Regions from separate parts of the Pan troglodytes genome. Here region 2 is linked to region 1. Evidence: chromatin contacts called from public Hi-C data. All regions are on one chromosome and are shown on one strand. The core of a region is the stretch at or near the end of the contact, and the rest is flanking DNA. Distances in the headings are between cores, read along the strand shown. Region 1 holds the start of TBX5 (T-box transcription factor 5). Region 2 holds the start of TBX3 (T-box transcription factor 3).

What was found. A called contact is a pair of places that touch in the nucleus more often than the background predicts.
Region 2: a Hi-C map of induced pluripotent stem cells shows a contact between it and region 1, with 5 times the contacts expected there. The contact joins the promoter of TBX3 here to the promoter of TBX5 in region 1. A contact is called at or near these places in 2 of 7 Hi-C or Micro-C datasets (both in induced pluripotent stem cells) and 1 of 1 other capture datasets (stem cell-derived neural stem cells).

Annotation. Positions count from the first base shown.
Region 1 is chr10:121,230,667-121,235,507 of NHGRI_mPanTro3-v2.0_pri, forward strand. It overlaps TBX5 (T-box transcription factor 5), which reads right to left and starts at 1,902. Exons shown (of 9, transcript XM_509400.9): 1 at 1,170-1,902. LOC134807512 (a long non-coding RNA gene) reads left to right here and starts at 2,027. Exons shown (of 2, transcript XR_010148159.1): 1 at 2,027-2,359; 2 at 2,818-4,841.
Region 2 is chr10:121,477,090-121,482,560 of NHGRI_mPanTro3-v2.0_pri, forward strand. TBX3 (T-box transcription factor 3) reads right to left here and starts at 1,567. Exons shown (of 8, transcript XM_001154426.7): 1 at 1-1,567. The coding sequence starts at 364.

The sequences.
Region 1 (4,841 bases), core at 652-3,151:
CCGAGATCAAAGATGCTAAGAAATCGCTGCGGGCCCCCACCCCCCACCCAGTGGGGCCACCAGACCTCCCCTGCTCCAGGTGTACACAAGGCAGTGCCCAGTTTTATTAAAATAATCAAACAGTCACTGGGGACTGGCTAGGGTTTTCATCTCCACTGGTCTCCTCTCCTTGCCCTTCCCCTCTCTGAGATGTGTGTGTGTTTTTTTTTTTTTTTTTTAGGGTGAGTTGAAGAGGTCAATAAAAGCATAAACACAGTCAGTAGGTCTCAGCCTGAGCAGACCCAGATTGGGACACCGAATATTGGTGCTTGGAGTAAATGTCAGGAGTCCTGTTCTGTTTCCCATCCTTACCTCCTGTACCCCCATCATACTGATTTTTCTAGGGTTCTGATAAGAGACTTGGGCCTGCAAGTCAAGGTCTGGAGAAAGGGATGGAGGGAGGAGAAATGCCCCGAGATCAGCAGCTGTGTAACCCTCTGTGACTGCTCTGCTAAAATCCCAGGCCAGGCCATTGCTGCAAAATGCCAAAGTGGAGAATCTCCAACCCTGAATGTGGGGCAACCAGGGAGAAAGCCAGCCCTCCTTTGCTATGGTGCTCACTCCACCTTCCAGGTTTGTTTGCAAACAGATCTTTTCCCTTTGCCCAGGCGATTTATTTATTTGTGAAAACACCCTCACCCTCCAAGTCAGCTTGGAGGCCTTTGGGCTTGCTAACAAGGCGACCCTAGGCGGAAGACACGAAAAACAAACATGGCATCGGAAGAAGGCTGAACCGCTACATCTCCAGTAGAGGGAAAGGGAAATCCAGAAAGACCTTCCCAATCCCTTTAGGTTCTCAGAGATTTGGGGATAAAATTAATTCCCATAAATAATCTTCAGGCCCCTCCAGAGAGGAAAAATCTGGACTCTCCCAGGTAATAGCCCAGCCAGATTTGCTTAGCTCATTGAGCACAGATGGTCTGGGCCACCAAGCAAAATAGGGATTTTCAAACCTTTCGAGAGAATCCATTCTTGCCAGGTGACACACGAAGCCATTCTTATTTCGTTCATGAAAAGTAGCAGCACAGCAAGAGAAGATTCAGCAAGACCAAGACGGGGTGAAAAGCCAAGGAGGGCCAAGTGCAAAGAGAAACCTATTTCCCCCCTTAGTCCTCCGGGGTGAAACTCACCTCCAACTATCCCACCTCTTCTTTGTAGCGCAAAAGCCAGGAGTGCGCCTCGCTGGAGAGGAGGGCTCAGGTGAAGACTTTGAAAAGGACCACCAAAAGAGACCTCTTTAGGCCAGGTCTTCTTCCAACGTCTGTCAAGAAGAGCACGTATCTCCCAGCTCAAAGTTGGTTTGTGGTCTCCGACAAATTAAATATTACTGTTTATTACCAGGCATACCCCAGTAAAATAAAGAGGCAACCAGGCGATAGCGACTATCTCACCAGCCGCTGCACCTATAGGACTTGGAGACGTCACGAGTCACGCAACCGGCCCGCGCGCTGTCACGTTTGGCTGGGGGGCAGCGGCGGGAGGTAAATTTCTCTCCGTCTTCGCCTATCAGTGCCGGGTCTGCGCAGCCACAAGTCCCGGACGTCTTGGCCCCGGGAATAAATAAAGACATAAACCAGCCCGGCTTTCTCCGGAGAAATGAGGGTGATGAACATAAGACACAAATAGAGCCAAGATCGACTTTCTTAGGAAGGGGGAGAGGAGGGAACTCTTCACGAAGGGAGGTGGGAGTCCACCTCAGACCTCTATTGGAAGGAAATCGAGTTGTTCCGGGGGACCGAGGTCTCTTGCATAAGGCATGGGATCCTTATTATTATTATTTTTTTAAATCCCCCGCGGAGGAGCTCTTGGCAAATGAATACCGAGGCGCCGCTCTAGCTGGTTAGGCTGGGGATGCGATAACTCAGTGCCCTCTTGCAGACTTGCATAGAAATAATTACTGGGTTGTCGTGGAGGGGACACGAGACAGAGGGAGTTCTCCGTAATGTGCCTTGCGGAGAGAAAGGTCCAAGAATGCAATTCGTCCCAGAGTGGCCCGGCAGGGGCGGGGTGAGAGTGGGTGGTGGAGTAGGGGTGGGAGTGGAGAGAGGTGATTTCTGTAGAGAATAATTATTGTACCAGGGCCCGCCGAGGCACGAGGCACTCTATTTTGTTTTGTAATCACGACGACTATTATTTTTAGTCTGATCAATGGGCACAATTTCTAAGCAGCGCAGTGGTGGATGCTCGCAAACTTTTGCGCACCGCTGGAAACCCACTAGGTTGAGTTGCAAAACGTACCGCGTAGACGCCCCTGGTGGCGCCGAGAGAAGAGCTAGGCCTGCCCAGCACAGAGCCGGAGAGCGTCGGGCCTTCCGGAAGGGTAAGTTCTCCGCCAAGTGGTCCCGAGGGAGCTGGACGTCTGAATCTGGACTTGCCCCCAGCTTCGGGGTTCGATTCTGGGTTTTGCGCGTCCCCAACCCCCAGGGCTTTCCGAAGCATGGCCTGGCTCCAGGCCCGGTCCTGTAAGGACTGGAACGGCAGCAAAATGTGCAGGGAGGCAGTCGGCCGGCAGAGCTGCGGCGGGAGCCAAGGTCAGGCCCGCGGGGAGAGCGGGCAGCTTCCAGCGCCGGCCACAAGCTCCCAGGCCAGCTGGGCCGCAGACCCCTTTGCTTCCAGAGAGCACAACCCGCGTCCTTTCTCTCAGCCAGGCTGCAGTGGCTGCCCCGAGCTTCGCTTTCGTTTCCCAAGTTGTTAATAACGATACGTCCCCAAATCCGAGGCTCGTGTTTGCTCCCAGATGCCAAGAACGCAACCCGAAATCCTTCTCCCAAACCCTAGGTCGACGAGATGAGTTCCTACTTGACCTCTGAGCCGAGGTGGGCCGGAAACCGAGGCCTAGGCCCCGCCGGGGCTGCAAGGAAAAGGCGAAACTCCGAGCGTAGCGTCTTTTCCGTGTGGTTCCTTTCTCTGGCATCCCGGACCGCGGGCCCTGCAGCCACCTGGACCGGCGTTCAAAGGATTCTGCAAGTCCAGCTTCACAGACTGGCTTTCCCAGACGCTCCGAAGCCCGCACCACGAACAGAATAAAGGAGAGACGAGAGATCGCAACTAGATTTGAGAATCCTCGTTCTTTTCCCCAATCGTTCGGGCAGTAAACTCCGGAGCCGGCTACAGCGCGCATCCTCCCTTCCTCCTTTAGGAGGACTGTCGCTTTCCCGAAGCTGCTCCCAGCTGGGCTTTCTCCCGAAGTTTATTTTTCTCATTTTGCAAAATTCCTGCCCTGATTTTAATACTGCAACAGGACAGCAGAGGTTCCTCTTTAAAAAGTCAAAACCCAAACCAAAGGGGCCCATTGCTGTTGATAATTTTTTTCTTCACTTTCTCCTTCCGTTTTTAAGAAAGACACTTCCAAAACTACCCATTGTTTTCCTCTCAAAAGAGAACTCGCTTTAAAATGCATCCCTTTCTATTTCTCTCCGGATATGTCCCCACCTGACCCGGTGGCAACTTGTGGGGCGTGGGGGTGGTGAAAAATAGAAGTGTGGACGGGGCTGGGAAAATGAATAAGAATTATAACAATAGAAATGATGACAAAACTAAACTTTGACCAATTCAATTTGCAAAAGAAAGGGTTGGTCTGAGGGTGAGACATTCCCTGGTTTCTCAAGGGGGTCACTTTCCCTCTCACCGAGTTAAATCTGGCTCTGTTATATTTTTTCCAGGAACACAGTATGTCTCTTCCCAATGTTTTATTCGGTTTCTGGTTTCCCCACTTTTGACCGGAAGTATGTGGGAAGGATACTGGCTGTTACTATTATGATTATTGAGTGTCCAATACTCTCCTCCAATATTTCCACCAAGAATTATTATCGCTGCTCTCCTCATTCATGTTAGTGTTGCTTTGTGTGCTTTAGATGACAATCGTCCTCTTTCCTCTCCAAGTTTGGAGGGTGAGGGTTTTTTGTTGTGGTGGTGGTGGTTGGGTTTTTCTTTGTTTTGGTTTTTTTGTTTTTCCTGTTCAGGGTAATGAAATGAGAACTGGAAGAGGGGATATCATTTCGAGGCCCAGCTGAGAAGGATCCCAATGCTAAAAATTTACACACTTCAAAGAGCAGAAAGGTGGAAGCGTGTGCTGCTTGGACACAAGGATGCCACTGTTCTTATCTCCTCCAATTTGGGAAGTGCCCAGCCTAGAAAGGTGAGGGTCCCATCTGGGAGACCATGGAGTACCCCCAGGGTCACACTGAGCCTAAGAACTTCAACCATCCTGCAGGTCAAAACCCACTGATAGGTCTCCCAAAATGTTTGGGGTAGGGGGAAGAAACATAGGGCATTCCAGGTCTGTAACCCTGCAAGAGAGAGACTCGAACTAATATGTCTAGGTCTGGGGTGAAGGTGGGGGGCCTGTCTGGATACCTCCTCCCTCAATTGAAGGGCTCGTTGGAAACATAGGAACCCACTGCTCTCTGGGACTCTGGAAAGACAAATTTTCTTTGGCAAACGGAACAGTGTCGCGCTGTCGACAGAGCAGACTATTTTTCTTGTTCCCTCACAAGGTGGGGGTGGGGGGAAAGAAAAGGAAGCAAGAAAGAAAGGGAAATTAAGTCCACACGTGTTAAGCTCGCTCAAAGGGCCAGAGTCAAAACCAGAGATGAAACTTCGACTCCAGTTCTGGCTGCCCGCGGGCCTCTTTCCAACCAGCCAGGCCTCACAGAGCAAGGCATCCCCACTGGAGAGAATTCGATCTGATGTTTCATAAAGCGCTTTATTTAAGGAGAAGGGGCATGGGTCTGTCTCCAAGTCTACGCTGCAGAAATCCAGAATTTGTAGCGGCAAAGAAAACAAAGGAGATAACAATTGTA
Region 2 (5,471 bases), core at 317-2,816, 250 kb after region 1:
CGGTGCCCCGCTTGTGAAACTGATCCCAAAGTTCTTTAGCCTCCAGGTGCACCTTGGGGTCGTCCTCCACCTCTTCTTCGGGCTCCATGGTCTTCAAAGGCCTCAGATGCGCCTGGGGCCCCAGGGAGGAGAACGGGATGCCGGTCTCGGCCGCCCCCACCAATTGATCCATGATCGGCTTGGCCAGGGCGCCCGGCAGCGAGAGCGCCGCCGCGCCGTTGGGAGGCAGCGTCAGCGCGGGGAAGAACGGCGGCTGGTGACCCAGCACCGCGCTCATGGCGAAGTCCGGCGCCCGGTGAGGTAGGAACGGATGGTAGGCCATGCTTGTCCCAGGAATGACCGGATCTCTCATGGAGAGGCTCATCCACTCCAGGCGGGGCGCTGGGCTCCAGCCGGGGACAAGTCCGCAGCTGCTGTGTTTTGTTGTTTTTTTGTTGTTGTTTAACAGCAGCACATAATTCAAAAGGGGGGAAAAAGCAAAACAAAAAAGAAAGAAAAAAGAAAAGGAGGCAGAAATCACAACTAATGCACTTCAAAGGGAGGAGGGAAAGTGTCTTTTGGAGAATGGGAGGCCGCTTTTAAAGAGAGCAAGGCGAAAAATCAGCAAACATAGTCGCGCGGGTGACCGTCCTTGTGCCTTGCGTTTTTAAAAAGCCGCTCCTGAACGTCGGTTTCAGAAGCGAGAGGAGCGAGCAGGGTCTCGACTCGCGCCCGAGCCCTGCCGCTGAGCTCGAAATAGACACTCCAGCCCTGCGTCCCAGGAATCTCTCTCCAGCCCCTAGGTCTTTTGTTGCAAATGTGAAAGGTTCTCCTAGAAGACTTTTTACCTTTCTTTTTCTTCTTCCCCCGCCCCCTATCTCTCTTCCTCTCCCTCTTTCTCGCTGGTGGCGTCTGCAGCTGTGCTAGACCCGGCTTTAACAGGGAGCGAGAGAGCGGAAAAAGTCTCTCTCCTTTAAAAAAAAAAAAAATCTGATTTAAACCCCCTTCTACCAGCGCTATCAAAACTTGAATTGCAAACTGGCTTCCGTTCGCCGCCCTCCTCCTTCCTCTGCTCCGAGCCTCCGGAGGGTGTCTCGGTTTCAATCCAAATCTTGCTGGGCTCTTCTCCCGTGCCTCTCTCTCTTCCTTGTCCTAAAACGTGAGCGAATTCGCTTCCTAAATCTGTGTCCAGGCGCGCACGGCAGGGAGGATTTAGAGGGGGAAAAAATGGAACAGAGGGAAAGAGAGGGAGGGGAGAGAGAGAGAGAGAAAGAGAGAGACGGAGTCGGAGAGGGAGGGAGCGAGAGAAAGCGAGAGCTCCTCGCCACCCTCCGCCGCCTCTAGAATTCACCGGGCGTCTGCTCGGCGGCTCTAGAAGGTCGGGCTGCGCTGTGGGCTGCGGGGAGCCGGAGGCCTCTTGATTGGCTCTTTGACGCTTTCGGACCAATTGTGTTGCTGCATAGGCGTGGTTTTCACAGGTCGAGTGCTGGGGGATAGAGCTGAGTTATAAAAAGAAGGTGTCGGAAACTGTAACGTCGCAGCGCCGCATCGGTACTACTGCCTGTCCTGTGAATATGTCAACATGATCAGAGGGCGGGCGGGAGCCACTGGGGAGCGCGCGCGCACAGAGTCGCCTCTAGGTGGCTTATCGAGAGATCGCTGCAGCCCCTGAGCTCGCTCGCTCTGGTTCAGCCCACGTCTGAAATGCCTCAGTCATCCAGCCGGGGATCGAGGGAGGAGGCAGGGCCAAGGAGGAAGGGGGAGGGAGAGAGGGAGGGAGCCAGCGAGCAGGCGAGCCGGGCGGGGAAGGCGGAGAGCGCGCCCGGGCGCCGGGCAGGGGCGCTCGCCTCTCTTGCACTCCGCTCGCCTCTCCGACCGCCGCGGCCGGTTCTCTTTCCAGCTCTCCTTCTTCTCCCTGCCCCGGGCGAGCCGGGCGGGTGGCCGAGCCTCCCCGCGAGCTGCCATCCGGCCACTCGGTTCTACAAAAGCCGGCGGCAGCGGAGAGGCGAGCGCCGAGACTCCAGGCTTGCGTGCTCTCCAGCCCCACGTGGAGCCAAGCTCCGCCCGGCCGCCGCTGAAGGGCTCCCGAGCTCGGGTGTCTCGGTGCTGGTCTCCCCTGCGTCTGGGCTGGGGGAGCACAAGGATGCGGCCATATCTCAGCACACGCATGTGTGGGCTTCCTCTCCACTGCGCCCCACCCGCAGCCATGTGCGGGTACCCAAACACCCCCGGTGTATCTGTACTCGAACACGCGCCAACATACTGGGACTGAAACACACACCGAAAAACACGTACACACAAACACGTACACAGCCTGCGCGGCTGGCCCTGCCTGAGCTCCTGGGGAAGATGGATTTGGGATTTTTATGAAATGCATTTACCAGCCCTTTTGGATCTCGTCTTTCATTTGCATGCGGGCCCCCATATTCCACCTGGATGTGGGTGTGGGTGTAGAGAAGAGAATGGAGGATCTGGACAAAGCGAGCACAGCGAGAGACTGGGTTCTGAGCCTGTCCCCTCCAAGCCGCTGCCCTCACCTCGAGGCCCGGCTGGGTGCACAGCAGAGGGTAAGGGGTGGGCGATTGGGTTGGGGGAGGCGCGCCAGCCTGGTATCTTCTCTAGGCATCGCACTTATCTCTCGGTGCCTCAGTTCTTTCTCCACCCCGGGGACTTAATCTGGCCAGAAGTCGGGGAGGGAGGGTGAATTTGTAAAACAAACCGTGAAACGCCCCCACCTCAGAGGCGAGATGACTGTTTTTAGTACGGGTAGGGTGGGGGCCTCCTCTTAGGCGGACGGGAGGGAAACGACCGGATCTTACCAATCGCCGAATTACCAGCTCTGTTACCGCAGCGCCCGGCCGGGGTCAGAGGATTCGCCTAAGCCCACAGTTCTTGATTCTGGGGGCCAATGTCTTGGACCATCCTTGCTTAGATGGAGGGAAATCTTGAAAACAATGTTCTTTTATCTTTCCTGAGATGAAAGCTTTTTCGATGGAAAGGGAACGGAGAAAGGGCTGATCTGGGGGCTTAGGGGTTTAAGAGACTCAGGGCTTTGGATGTGTGTGTCTCTGTAGGCCAGCACAGGCCTCTCTCGCATTTTGCCTTGTGCACCCCCGCAACCCCCAGCAACCCCGAAACCCCAACGTGGCACCAAGGGAAGGGTGAAAATGAAGTGCTCTTGTGGGCCAACCACGCTGAGATAGGGGAGGATCTTTTGAGGCGACAGGCTTCTCCAGCCTCGCATTTTTGACGCACATGGTTAAGAGAGCTTGGCGCCAGCGTTGGGAATTCCCTGAAGTCACCAGAGAGAATAGTGTGGTTCTGCGAACTCCGTCTGGCTCGCCATCTCGCCCCTTTCTTTCCCTTTCAGTCTGTCTTTCTCTGGCGTCCTCTCTGTCTCTGCCAGTGGTTAAAATAGAGAAAGGAGAGAGAGGGAAAAATACGAGGTGGTGGTGCCCCAGAGTGTTGGCTCATAACCCCCCTCCCGCATCCCCTCCTCCCCACCTGAAGGGTGCGAAAGGCCAGGCCATTTCCCGCCTTACACAGAACACGGAGGTCACTGCAGGGTTTCATGAGTCTCTGGGGACCCCCCCCCCCAAAAAAAAGAAAAAGAAAAGAAAAGAAAGAAATAGAAAAAAAAGTGCACCCCCTCCCCCAGACTGCTCGCCTCCGGGGCCTGGGGCCCCTTCGCTGCTCTTTCAAGAGCGGCCCCAAATCCCAGCGATCTGGTTTTGCCTGCCTGCCCTCGCAGGCCAATCTCTGCCCCACTACTTGGGGTGGAAGCAAAGTAGTTCTACAACCACACTGTGACCGACCTCCTCCTCACCCACTCGGTGCCCCCAAGCGTCCCACGCACAGCAGAGAGACATTCCTCTGCATTCTGGCCAGCTGTCAGCTTTGGAAATGGGAGGGGAGCTTGCGGATTTTACTTAAAAATGTCTAGACTTGTTTTTGGCTCCGCGGGTGGACTGAGAGGGAGTTCTGCCCCTCACACTGTCCTCCTCCCTCAATTGCCTATTTTTTGCCCATAGCTCTAACTTAACCCTGTGATCACCCCAGATCGCTACTTCTGACCCCCATCTCCTCTCTCACACCAACCTCCAGCGCGCGAAGCAGAGAACGAGAGGAAAGTTTGCGGGGTTCGAATCGAAAATGTCGACATCTTGCTAATGGTCTGCAAACTTCCGCCAATTATGACTGACCTCCCAGACTCGGCCCCAGGAGGCTCGTATTAGGCAGGGAGGCCGCCGTAATTCTGGGATCAAAAGCGGGAAGGTGCGAACTCCTCTTTGTCTCTGCGTGCCCGGCGCGCCCCCCTCCCGGTGGGTGATAAACCCACTCTGGCGCCGGCCATGCGCTGGGTGATTAATTTGCGAACAAACAAAAGCGGCCTGGTGGCCACTGCATTCGGGTTAAACATTGGCCAGCGTGTTCCGAAGGCTTGTGCTGGGCCTGGCCTCCAGGAGAACCCACGAGGCCAGCGCTCCCCGGACCCCGGCATTAGGCGCCAGCTGCCGGCTATCTGCGGTCTTTTTCTCTCTGCAGACCCCTCGATCCTCTTTCCTTCGGTCTCACACTCAACAAAAGACAGACTAGAGACGTTGAAAGAGCCTGCCCTTCAACAGAGTCCCAGAAAAGGGTGACTTAAGGGCAGGAGAAGGGAGAAAGAGGGCAGATTCCGGGTCAGAAAAGACCCAGATAATTTCTGGCGTCTCTGAAATATTCCTCCACCTTTTCGCAAAAAGAGTTTTCACTTAATTGTAGCTCTGGAATTAAAACAGTACATTAACTGAAAAACCTCTCTATCTGCAATGCCCGCAGCATTTAAAGTAGTGCGAGTGCAAGTAGGCGAGTGTTAAAGCTGGGTGGGGGGAGGACCCTGAAAATAATGTTCCTTTGTGGGGGTGGGGTCGGGGTGGGGGTCGGGGGGAACAAAACCAAATCAACTGTCCTTAGCCCAGGCCACGGTGCCAGCAAAGAAGCTGGCCTTGCCCGAGACGGAAGCTTAGCCCACGCCACTTTTCCCTGCCGCACTGCCTGCCTCAAACTATAAAGGGGACAAACCGACCCTTTTGTGATCAAATGGTGTTTATCTGGAGTTTACAAAAAGGGCGGGGAGGAGGGTAAAAGGGTGGTGGGTAGGCGGGGTCGTTTGCTTTGGCCAGTTTGCTGTAAATATTCCCTTCAGCATGTGTGAGGTCTGGCAAGGGAGTATTATATGCTTATTCCCTCTTAAACTTTCACCCCCGTTTGCCGCAGAGCTCTTTTCAGTCCGAGGTGTCACTAAATTGGGAATTCTGTTGACAGAAGGGCATCCAAGATTCACCGGGGGTATGAGACCTAATTAAGAAGTTTCATACAGGGGTGGGTTCATATATGAACTTTTCCTGGGGGAGGGGCGTTCTGGTCATCCTGGCAGTTTGGCAATGGCTCCTCGTTTCTGCCCAGTGCCCCAGCCCATTTGATCTCAGGATCCCAGCCTCTTTTGATAT